Regions from separate parts of the Hordeum vulgare genome. Here region 1 is linked to region 2. A link is a contact called in public Hi-C data. All regions are on one chromosome and are shown on one strand. The core of a region is the stretch at or near the end of the contact, and the rest is flanking DNA. Distances in the headings are between cores, read along the strand shown. Region 1 holds the start of LOC123425249 (2-hydroxy-6-oxo-6-phenylhexa-2,4-dienoate hydrolase-like). Region 2 holds the start of LOC123425247 (multifunctional methyltransferase subunit TRM112 homolog A-like).

The links. Hi-C and Micro-C count contacts between places; a contact is called where the count stands out from the background.
Region 1: a Hi-C map of seedling shows a contact between it and region 2, with 5 times the contacts expected there. The contact joins the promoter of LOC123425249 here to the promoter of LOC123425247 in region 2. A contact is called at or near these places in 3 of 6 Hi-C or Micro-C datasets (leaf and seedling) and 1 of 1 datasets of contacts at active chromatin or transcription factors (embryo).

What each region holds. Positions count from the first base shown.
Region 1 is chr2H:91,557,665-91,563,544 of MorexV3_pseudomolecules_assembly, reverse strand. It overlaps LOC123425249 (2-hydroxy-6-oxo-6-phenylhexa-2,4-dienoate hydrolase-like), which reads right to left and starts at 2,245. Exons shown (of 6, transcript XM_045108925.1): 1 at 1,665-2,245; 2 at 1,264-1,581. The coding sequence starts at 2,012.
Region 2 is chr2H:91,252,682-91,258,635 of MorexV3_pseudomolecules_assembly, reverse strand. LOC123425247 (multifunctional methyltransferase subunit TRM112 homolog A-like) reads right to left here and starts at 3,333. Exons shown (of 1, transcript XM_045108922.1): 1 at 2,513-3,333. The coding sequence starts at 3,155. The coding sequence ends at 2,754.

The DNA.
Region 1 (5,880 bases), core at 996-3,495, 310 kb before region 2:
CTAAGCTGCTGACACGTGTGAATATTCCGAGGCTTTGCCGGCTCCGGCAAATCTCTGGCGCTCATTACATCAGCCACGTAATGGATTCAGTGAGTTGCTTTCAACCACAACAAACAGACAATAGTGCAATAAATACCCCCTCCACTCCATATGCCACCTCAGTACACATCTCTCTCGAAGCAATCTGACAAATTATGTGCAAAAACTGGAAGGCAAACAGATGTTACCACTTTACTTAGGTTATAATAGCAAAAGGGCCCATGCGTTGCAACGGGGAAAAGAAATACCACACAACACACGCTTTTAATTTATAAAAAATGTCTATAATTTGAGAATTTATAGTTACGATACAAATAAAGATGGTCTTATCCTACAAAAGTGCAGTTCAAAATTTCACAGGTCTTTTATTTTAACACGGCTTGCATGTAGATTTAATACGTACAGAGAATCAGTCAAGTGACCTTCAGTTTCATCTCTAATCCTAATTTTGTTGACGTGTTCATCCCCAACCCGGATGAGTACCGGTATGAAAGAAAGACGAATAATGACTTATTTATTAAGATTGCACCCTAGATAGTATTTTTATTAAACGTTTAACAGATAAAATGATATCATATTTAAATTCTACATATTTTTCTAATCAAATTCCATGTATAATATGTTAAATTTGGAGTTACGGTTGAAAAGATATGAGTATTTAAAAAAATATTTAATATATACTATGAGTTTAATGTCATAAACAGTAAGGGCTTTTTTGTAAAATCACCTCAGTGGGTTTTCCGACGGAAGCCATAGCCTCTTTATTATTAGGTAAAGATTTGTGGCAGTGTTTGATTTGCAAATCAAATTGGCTCGAGAGCGAAGATGGATGTGCAGTACAATCAGTAATCAGCCAATTAAACTAACATGGATAGTATGTGCCTATCAGGATCCTGTATTTCAAGTGTAGACCATTTTGACAGAGGCTTCAAGTGATTAAACTGGGCCAGACGATCAGGTTGCAGATATTTAAATGAGCAAGTCGGTTGCCTGCACCACCGCGTGCAAAGTAGTAAAATCTTGTATGTGAAAAATGAAACAAAACTCGACACAGCTGCTGCCCAATGCTGACTTAGAAAACATAATTCTCTAGTCCCTCCTATGATTTTATAATGTTATTATCTGACATCCTGTAGTCGCGTCGTTCAATTAAATATAGTGAATTTCAAACCAGTTGTACTAGTAAAATTTAATAGCGAAAATCAGAACGAAGCGGCAATTGACCTTAATGTAGTCCCAAAGGAAGCACGACGGCATGATGATTGGCGGTTTCACGAATGTGAGCCTGACCAGGCGCCGCACCTCCTCCGGCCGCCGTGGCACCAGCAGCGCTGCCGCCTCATCGACCCCGGCCACAGGGAACAGACCCTCAGCGAGGTCCTTCTCCTCCAGGCAGACGCCGGCGCACACCATAGTCACCCTCTCCACGGCGTCCGGGTACATCGCCGCCATCCTGTACCCCACGAACCCTCCATAGCTGACCCCAACCAGCCCAAACTTGGTCACCCCGATGGCATCCAGCGCCGTTTTGATCGACCACGCCTGACACAAGCAGAGAGGTGTCAAGGATGAGGATGCAGGGGGTGAAGGCTGACAGATCGGGCCCAGGCCTCGGCGAGACGGACCTGGAACGTGTCGGAGCGATCGGGGAGGCGGGTGCTGGAGTTGCCGAAGAAGACGAGGTCGGGGACGATGGGGTCGAAGCCGGCGGCGATGAGGGGGCGGAGGTAGGGGTACCACTGCCACGTGGCGGACGCGCCGAAGCCGTGGAGGAGGAGCAGGGGGTTGCGTGGCGGCCTGGCGGGGACCCACATGTGGACGGTGGTGACGGGGTCCGCCGAGTCGGGGAGCTGGATGGAGACCGGGCGGAGGCCGGCGGCGAGGAAGCGGCGGCTGAAGCAGCGGTCCCGCATCGCCGCGAAGCTGAAGAAGCACCGGGCCTTGCCGGCGACGGACGGCGGTGGGGGAGGCATTGCTGGCGACCGCCGGAGATCACCGGCGCGGGGGTCTCCGGCGATCGCCGACAAAGGGTGGAGGATCCGGGCGGAGAGAGGCTGGCGCGGCGGGGAGGAGGAGCGGCGGTGGGGGACGAGAAGACGAGAGCGAGCGGGGTTAAATTTGGGTTTTTGCTAAGTTTGGGGTTTTGGTTTGCTTGGTGGTGGTGGGACGCCCCAAACGAGGATCGGAGAAGCATGAAAGGCGATTCTTTGCTTGCTTTTCTTATAGCGGGGAGGGATTAAAAAGGTGAAGCGGATGCTAAATTTCGGAGCGTCACGGGAGGCTGAGCTGAAACATGTCGGCGCTCGTACTGGTGTCTGGTGCCTGCCCGATGCCACGAGACTAGTATAGCATTTTGCCCTGCCCGGCGCGATGCGTTGCGTATGATTCCTCTGCCGAGCAGCATCGAGTCCTGGGATGCATATGCCTTTCTCCTCTGTATTTTCTCCCACCCTAACGTGTGGGCTTAATCAAAGAGAGAATTCCATATTTAACACTAGCTTGGCTCACATCCAAATATGCATATATCACGTACAACATATCCAGATTCACATATATGGGTTCAACATCTAAGTCCACATCATATGAGCAACACAAAAGGATTGTCATCATAACCATGGACTACACAAAAGTGACCAAAACGACATGAACACATGACATGAGCAGCAACGTAAGTGACTTTAACCGAAAGAAATGAAATTTTGTTCACAAGCTAAGCCTTTTCTTTGCTTCTTGTCTCATTGCGGGGCTGGCTGGGTTAATCTTTTTTGCTTCTAGTGCCCATTGCAAGGCTGTCAAATGGTACCATAGGACAACTTCGATCCTTTTTAGCAAGCTTCATCTTCTTCTCCTTCCCTGATCTACACTTGTACATGTATGGGAGCGGTAATTTGAGAGCAAATAACGACATGAACTATGCATTATATGTGATATTAAAATTCAGAATTAGCAAAGGTCACCTTTTACACCCTTTTCCATTTTTCTTATTTGTAGTATCCAAAGTTTGGCTATGTTTTCTCTTCATCTTGGTTGCAGTTTCTAAGCTTTGGCTATGAATTAGATGAATACACACAAATCAAACTCAATTTTCATTTGGCTAGCGAGCCGGCCCCAAGCCGCACCAAGGGGGCCGGGAAAGCCAAGTTCGCCGAGCCGGCACCCTCCACGCCAGTGGATCTCGATGTGATCCCCGACGCGCCTGAAGCTGATGTAGAAGGCGCACCCGAGATGACAATGGAGGCGCCGGAGACGACGATGGAGGCGCCGGAGACGGCAAATCCACCTCCGGTTGCGGAGACGGTGCCGTCCGGAACATCGAGGGAGCCAGCCGCGGGCCCACCACCCGCAGACGGCACCATTGTCGTGGCCAATCGCGGCCCGACCGCGCTAGGAGCCGGCCCATGAAGACCTGGTGTGTGGCCAACGCCGAACGCGTAACTCTGCCCCTAGGCGCCGAACTCAGCAACATCCCAACTCTGGTGGCGGAATTCTCTCGGAGCCGCGAGAAGGTGTCACATGCGGCCCTGATGGCCAAATGCGACCTGGATTGCCTCGAGGACCGAACAGCCGTAAGTCCTCAAGCCTTTTCTTTTCATTTGCTTTGATTTGTTTTTTCTTCCTTGTTCTTGCGCCAGTGGGGGCGCGCCAGCGCACCCAGTGGGTGTAGCCCCCGAGAATCGGGCCGACCGAGAATTGGCCGGGCCGAATCTCATTGTGTTCTACTTGTAGTTGCTTTTTTAGTTGGGGCGCGCTAGCGCACCCACTAGGTGTAGCCCCCGAGAATCGGATCGACTGTGAGTTAGCCGGGCCGAATCTTATTCTTTTCTTTGCTTGCATTGTTCGTAGGAACTCCACGATGTTGGGGAATGTTGCATGGGAAACAAAAATTTTCCTACGCACACGAAGATCTCTCATGGTGATGATCATCTACGAGAGGGAGATTGGATCTACATACCCTTGTAGATCGCTAAGCAGGAAGCGTTAAGAAATGCGGTTGATGTAGTGGAACGTCTTCGCGGTCCAAATCGCTGCCATCCCACGATCCGTCCCGATCTAGTATAGAACGGACGGCACCTCCGCGTTCATCACACGTACAACTCGATGACGATCTCCGCCTTCTTGATCCAGCAAGAGAGACGAGGAAGAAGATGAGTTCTCCGGCAGCGTGACGACGCGCCGGTGGTGGTGATGATCTTATTCCTGCAGGGATCTGCCTAAGCACCGCAGAAATCTGATCTAGAGGAAGAACTATGAAGTAGAGGTTTAGGGTTGCACGTGGCAAAGTTGTGTCTCAAAAAAACCTAAAACCTCTAGTATATATAGGAGGAACCAAGGGGTGGGGCTTGCCTCCTACTCCAAGTAGGAGGGCTTAGGCCGAGGGAGGAGAGGAGGGATCCTCCTCCAATTCGGTTTGGACGGAGGAGTCCCTTTCTTCCTTCCCACGTCCTCTTTTTTTCCCTTTGCCTTGTTTTTTTCTCCTTGGCCGAAATAGCCCTATTGGGCTGGCTTCACCAGCCCACTAAGGGCTGGTGTGCCACCCATGGGCCTATCAGGTTCTCTCCCGGGTGGGTGGCCCCTCCCAGTAAAACCCCGGAACCCATTCGTCACTCCCGGTACACTGCCGTCAATGCCCAAAATCTTTCCGAAAGCCAAATGTAACAATCCTATATATCAATCTTCGTTTCTGGACCATTCCAGAAACCCTCGTGATGTCCGGGATCTCATCCAGGACTCCGAACAAAGCTTCGGTCACCAGCACCTTTAACTCAACTATACCGAAACGTCACCGAACCTTAAGTGTGCAGACCCTGCGGGTTCGAGAACTATGCAGACATGACCTGAGACACTCCCCGATCAATATAGAATAGCGGGACCTGGATGTCCATATTGGATCCTACATATTCTATGAAGATCTTATCGGTTGAACCTCTATGTCAACGATTCAAACAATCCCGTATATCATTCCCTTTGTCCTTCGGTATGTTACTTGCCCGAGATTTGATCGTCGGTATCCCCATACCTATTTCAATCTCGTTACTGGCAAGTCTCTTTACTCATTCCGTAATACAAGATCCCGTGACTAGCTCTTTAGTCACATTGCTTGCAAGGCTTGTATGTGATGTTGTATTACCGAGTGGGCCCCGAGATACCTCTCTGTCACACGGAGTGAAAAATCCCAGTCTTGATCCATGCTAACTCAACGGACACCTTCGGAGATACCTGTAAAGCATCTTTATAGTCATCCAGTAACGTTGCGACGTTTGATACACACAAGGCATTCCTCCGATGTCAGTGAGTTACATGATCTCATGGTCATAGGAATGAATACTTGACATGTAGAAAACAATAACAACAAAATGACATGATCACATGCTATGTTTATAGTTTGGGTCTTGTCCATCACATCATTCTCCCAATGACGTGATCTCGTCATCAAGTGACAACACTTGCCTATGGTCAGGAAACCTTAACCATCCTTGATCAACTGGCTAGTTGTTGACGTGCAACTATTCCTGACTTGATGCCTCCCCGGCAACGGCGCCAGAAAAGAGTTGCTTCGAGTTGCTCAACAATTAGCAATTGTCTTGTAATGGCCCACCATCGTGTGGGATTGCGGCAGTTTTCGAGGGTAGAGTATTCAACCCAAATTTGTTGGTTCGACACGATGGGAGTGAAAGAATATTCTCCAGTATTAGCAGTTGAGGTGTCAGCTCAACCACACCTGAAAGATTAGTATCTGCAAGCAGGATATAAGCAGCAAAGGTAGTATGATAGCAACGGTGCCAGAAACAATCTGTTGACAAGGCATACTATTCCTAACTGAAGTATCAATGGTGCCAGAAA
Region 2 (5,954 bases), core at 2,084-4,583:
TGTTGAGCCTGAGCATGCACCTCCTACAACATTTGAACAGTTTGTCCAGTTTCATCGTGAATTGCGTTATTGACATACTCATATCCAGCTTTAGAATGACTTGGTTGAGCACATGTAAACTCACATTGACAACCAATAGATGCATCTATTTCTTTTCGTGCAAACAAATTTTAATTGGATTATAATAATACTATTTGATATTATTTCTATTTTTGATTGGGTTGTTATTACATACTCATATCCAGCTTCAGAATGACTTCGTTGAGCACATGTAAACTCACATTGACAACCAATAGATGCATCTATTGATTTAATTTCTTTTCGTGCAAACAAATTTTAATTGGATTATAATAATACTATTTGATATTATTTCTATTTTTGATTGGGTTATAATAACAGTATTTCAGACGTGCAACAATTGACAGTTTAATTTTCGATTGAGTTGTATTTTGACAGTTTAATTTTCGATTGAGTTGTATTTTTCGAAGGGTCGTGCGTTGGAGTTGGCCTACCAAGAAAATGTTGCTCCTACTTCTGATCTTGGAACTGGCCCGTTCCATCAGTCCTCACTCCTCAATCAATGTTTCACCATTCATTTTCCTAGAACGGGCGTGCACCCACAGTGGGTTGCATTTAACAGGGGCAGCTGAAGGTTCTTCAATGGCCGGGCCCGGCCGCCGTACCAGTACCATAAGACATGATCTTCCAAAGATTTCTACAGCAAGTCTTGCAAATGTGTACTGGATGAAGCTATAATGAACGCACTGGACGTACAGCGAGATGTGGTGTACAAGTGATCAAACGTCTTAGTCAAATATGGAACTGCCACCCAAAACCAGAACTTCTCTCTATGCTCCTAAAACGAGCCTCTCAGGACGTCCCACCACATTGTGATGTGCCTGCAGACTACTAACGCTAGAAATTTGCATTTTGGTCACCAACCCAACCACCAGGAGTTGTGGGTTTCATTATTTCGTAGGCCAAGCTAGCTGCCTAGCTTGATCTGCTGCAATTTGTGTGGACCAGTGCAGAATTCAGAGGTGCTACTACAACAACAAAAATCCTGGTTGGATCTCACATGACCAAAAGAACCCAGAGCTCCATTTGACAAAAGTTCTCAACTGTTAAATACATATGGAGATTTCCTCAAACAGTACTGGGTGTCTAGCTGCACATATCCACATATATAGTTGTGAAACAGTACATCATGTTAGCTTTTGTAAAATTTAGTTGATACTTTCGCTGGAGATTTAGTTGCTGGGGTAGTATTATGTACCAAAAATCTAAAAACCTACAATACAAAACTTGCACACCTTTTTGTACTGAACTTTATATCAAAGCCATTGGCATAACCTATTCACCTAAAACGCAAGCAATAAAATGGACGAATATCTGCTCCAGAAAAATGGAAACAACTCGGTTTATAGGGGACTGTATAAAGGAGCAAAACATTAACCGGCCAATTGCTATCAGGATCACCATAAGCTCTCAATTACTTTGTTGTTACGATTTAACCACATTTCTAAAAGGTAAAGCATCTTACAAAAACATTGAACATCAAGTGGAAGTTGGCGGCTGGACCCAAATGGGAAAATGATATGAGCAAGCAAGCAACTGATGCCTATGCTGCCATAACAAATAGGACAACTGACAACGACACTTGGGGATAGACGGATAGTAGAAAACAGTTGTGGGACTTGATGTTCCTGTCTACTCCCTCTGTTCCCAAATACTTGTTGGGGAAAACTAGATTAGTTCTCCCCAACAACAAATATTATGGTACAGAGGGAGTACATGATTAAGACTAGCATGCAGTTTCGAGACTCGCCCATTAGATTGGACACAGAGTTAACATATACAGGTTTTTCTTATTTTGTACACAGTGTGTTAGCATATAGATGTGTGCAACACAGGTTTTTCTTATTTTGAATCAACACAGGTACACCAATGATGTATGGTATAAGAAGAATATATATGGTGTACACCAATGAGATCCAGTAAGAGGAAGATTCGGATTTTCAAACAAGTGTACGAAATTGTTTGATGGGTATGGCTGAAAACTCTGCACCTGAACACACCCTACATACACATAACAAAAAATACAGCCAGATTCATACAGCCCTCAATTGGTAGTTTTGGCACAAATCATAATCAAAATTTCATCTAGTATACAAGATGAATGGTTGATTCATTACCAGTCCCAATCACAGTACTAACACCATGCATACTACAAGATGATTGAATATTCTAACACCTCAGTGAGAATAAAAATGCACGCTAAGCAAATTCCAGAGTTTCGATCCTAAAGTACAATAGTTTTGACCCCAAATTACTCAATCAAAAAATAATTTCCTATTTTCCTCAACAAAACTCCAAATTATACTGTACTTAACAACAAATAAACTGTAATTTCATATGTTGATTGCCCCCTAAAGCAATCCCTCACACTACCGTGTACTAAATCATTCATGATTACCCAAGGACAATTTGCCAACAAGAATGGCAGCTGCAGTTGAGTAAAGTCGAGGTTCAGAAGCCCCAATATATGAAACAAAAGCGCGATTTGGAGCAAAACGTCACAGGTAGGAGTAGTTTTTATCAAGGCACGACTTCAAAAATACACAATTCATACTAAGATAGTTCATACGCACAATCTTAGGAGTCCAAGCCCTGGAAGTGCATACATAACCAACCGTATGTGGCACGAGCAAACAAACAAGCAAGCAAGGCAGCCGGCTGGTGATACTCGCGAGTCAGTGCCGCACCTCGTCCTCGTGGAGAAGCATATTGGGGACGCCCTTCAGGATGGGGAAGGAGCGGCCGCTATCGGGGCAAACGAGGGTGCCCTCTTCGACGTGGATCTCGAGGAGCGCGTGGTGGAGGCGGCGGATCGCGCTGCCTTCGACGTCCGCGGCGCCCTCGGCGAAGAGCTCTGCCTCGGGCGGCTGCTCCGCCGCGAGCAGCTCCGGGAACCCAGCGGCGCTGGTCGCGGCGAAGAGCGCCCGCCAGTCGATCTTGGGAAGGATCCCGCGGAGGAAGTCGACGTTGAGCTCCACCTCCTTGATGGACGTCTTGGCGACCTCCAGCGCGAGCGGGTAGCCCGTGCTCACGCCCTTCACGTTCGACGCCAGGAAGTTGTGCGTGAGGAGCCTCATCTCCCCCCACCTCGAGTTCGCTCGAGCTCTCGCGGTGGTTTGGTTGTCGCCGCCGACCGCCGCCGCTGCTGCGCAATAAAACCTGAAAACCCTAGCGGCGGAGTGGTGGATTGGAAGGAGAAGGGAAAGTGGAGTAGCGGGACTGGGTTTCGGCCCTTCTGGGCTGGTTGCTTCGACTTCGATATTAGACCCAGGCACGTGGTCAAGTACATTGTTTTTTTTGTTTTGTTTTTTTAGGGGACGTCAACTACATGGACCGTGCTGGGCTGAGACGTGTGCTGTGCTCCCTCGCCCAGGCACGGCAGAACAAGGAAACTGGCCGGCCCATCGGCAGGTCTAGCCCACCAACCAGCCTGATTGTATGCTGTTTTAACAGAATATCCAATTTCACACTTGTTGCATCAAAGTGTCCGGCAAATGCACAGGGAGAGCAGGCGAGCAATTTAAACGGGCTGGCCCATTCACACGTTTCATTGATTTCGGTTTTGGAAAATCTTCTAGAGGTTCCAGCAAGTTTTTCATGTTTTGGAAAACTTCAAGAAGATTTCTCAAACTGTTTTTTTTTTATTTTTTCCTGTAATTTTTTGTTTTCTGTTTCTGTTTCAAAAAAGTTTCTTGATTTTCAAAAAATGTTTAGGGTTTTCATTTTTTTTCTTCAATACATTTTTTTTTGTTTTTAAAGAAACGTTCTAATTTTAAATAGTTGTCATTTTTCAAAAACATTCATAACTTCAAAAAATATTCGAAATTTTTAAAAAATGTTCGATTTTTAAGAAAATGATGGGTATTTTAAAAAAACTTTTTTATTTTCAAAAACTATTCGAAATAACAAAATTTTGTTCAATTTTTAAACTAAGTTTGTGTTCGAAAATTGTTCTTAAATTTCAAAAAATGTTCCGACTTTTTAACAAATGTTGATTACCAAAATTTGTTCATAAATTCAAAAAATGTTTGTGTTTTCAAAAAATATTTTGGATATTCAAACATTGTTCTTCAAATTGGAAAAATGTCTTTGTCTTTTTCGAAAAATGTTCTAAATTTCAATTACTTGCCGTTTTTAAAAAACATTCATAACTTCAAAAAATATTCATGATTTTAAAAAAATGTTCTCGGTTTTAAAAATTGTTCTTCAAATTTTACAAATATTTTTGCCTTTTAAAAAAATGTTCTAAATTTCAAATAGTTGTCGTTTTTCAAATACAATCATAACTTCAAAAAATGTTTGAGATTTTCCAAAAATGTTTGGTATTTTAAGCAAATTTTCGGTACTTTCAAGAATATTCTGTAATTCCAAGAAAAATTCGAAATATCAAAATTTTGTACAGCTTTTAAACTAAGTTCATGTTCAAAAGTTGTTCTTAAATTTCGAAAAATCTTCTTGCTGTTAAAAAATGTTCCAAATTACAAAAAAAATGTCGTTTTCCAAACTGTTCATAAATTTAAAAACAATTCTGGATTTTCAAAAAATGCTCTTCAAATTCAAAAATGTGTTTGCTTCAAATTCAAAAAGAAAAGGAAGAAAGAAAGAAAATACGGACCAAAAAAGAAAAAGAGAAAGGAAATAAGCAGAAAAGGGAAAAAGGAATAGCAAAAAAGGAAGTTATCAGATTTTCGTAAGATAAAAAAAAAACTAGGCTGGCCTAGTGGGGCGACCCCGTGTGCGTCCGCTCGACAATCGGCCACAACGAGTGGCACATAGGAGGTCCATGTTTTAACGCTAATATAAAAAGGTAAATGGGCCATGCCGTTCACATGGCCCAATTAAATTTGTGTCGGGCCAAGCCCATCATGGTTTGGCACGCGGGCTACCGTCTCGTCGTGCTTGGCCTGACCCAAATGGCCACCTTTGCCCGACAATTGGACCGTGTGTCGCGTGTTAGCACACATGCTCAGCCCATCATGGGTGTGGCTCGGCACGTGGCTAACCGGGTCGTGCTCGGCATGCAGAATGCCGGGGGTTGTGCCTCGGCCGCAAAGTGAGGTTCGCATGGCTGCACACAATGTTTTTTAAAATTTATTTTTTATATATAGGCCCAAAAGTCTCAAAACAACCTAAATTGACCCCAAAACACGTAACCCATAACAGAGTCACGGGGTCGACACACTTAACTAATGTGTCGTGTCTGGCGTGGAAGTGTAGCATGCATGCTGACATAATATGTCCGCTTATAAACGGGTTGTCATGGCCATGTCATGCCAGGCTTGTTTAGTGAGGGGTGGTCGGGACGGTCCATTTGGCCAGGTTTGCGTGGTTTGTCAATCTTTCTTTCTTTTTTAGGAAAATACACCAAAGGGCATCAAGTGCATTTTTCTGTGAGAAGCATAAACTCTAGATTTAATTAGTGACTTATAGATGTTTTAAGGGGAGTAGCTTAGGGTATCTTTAGTTAGGCTTAATTTACTTTTGTGGAAACTTTTCCAGCTATTCATCAACTGTCAAGGCAGTACAAAGAGCGTTAGAGGTAAATAGAGATTACATCTAGATCTATAGACCACGTAGAGATGAGTGCGAATACTGAAGTGAGCAGAAGGTGTACCATCATCATCACCCCTTCCTCATGAGAGTTGGGCAACCTTATTGTAGTATACATTCAAAAATTCATTGCGCGAAGGCCTCAGAAGACCTGTGCAACAGAACATCAACCATGGTTGATGAAGAAAAGTGTACATCAGAAGGATCCAATTTGCATACACATGCACACACACGGGCGAAGACCGTATCAAAGCGGATCCATCGAAGACAAACACTCGACCGCAAGGTTCATTGTAGACACACCTCCACACACCCTCATACGATGC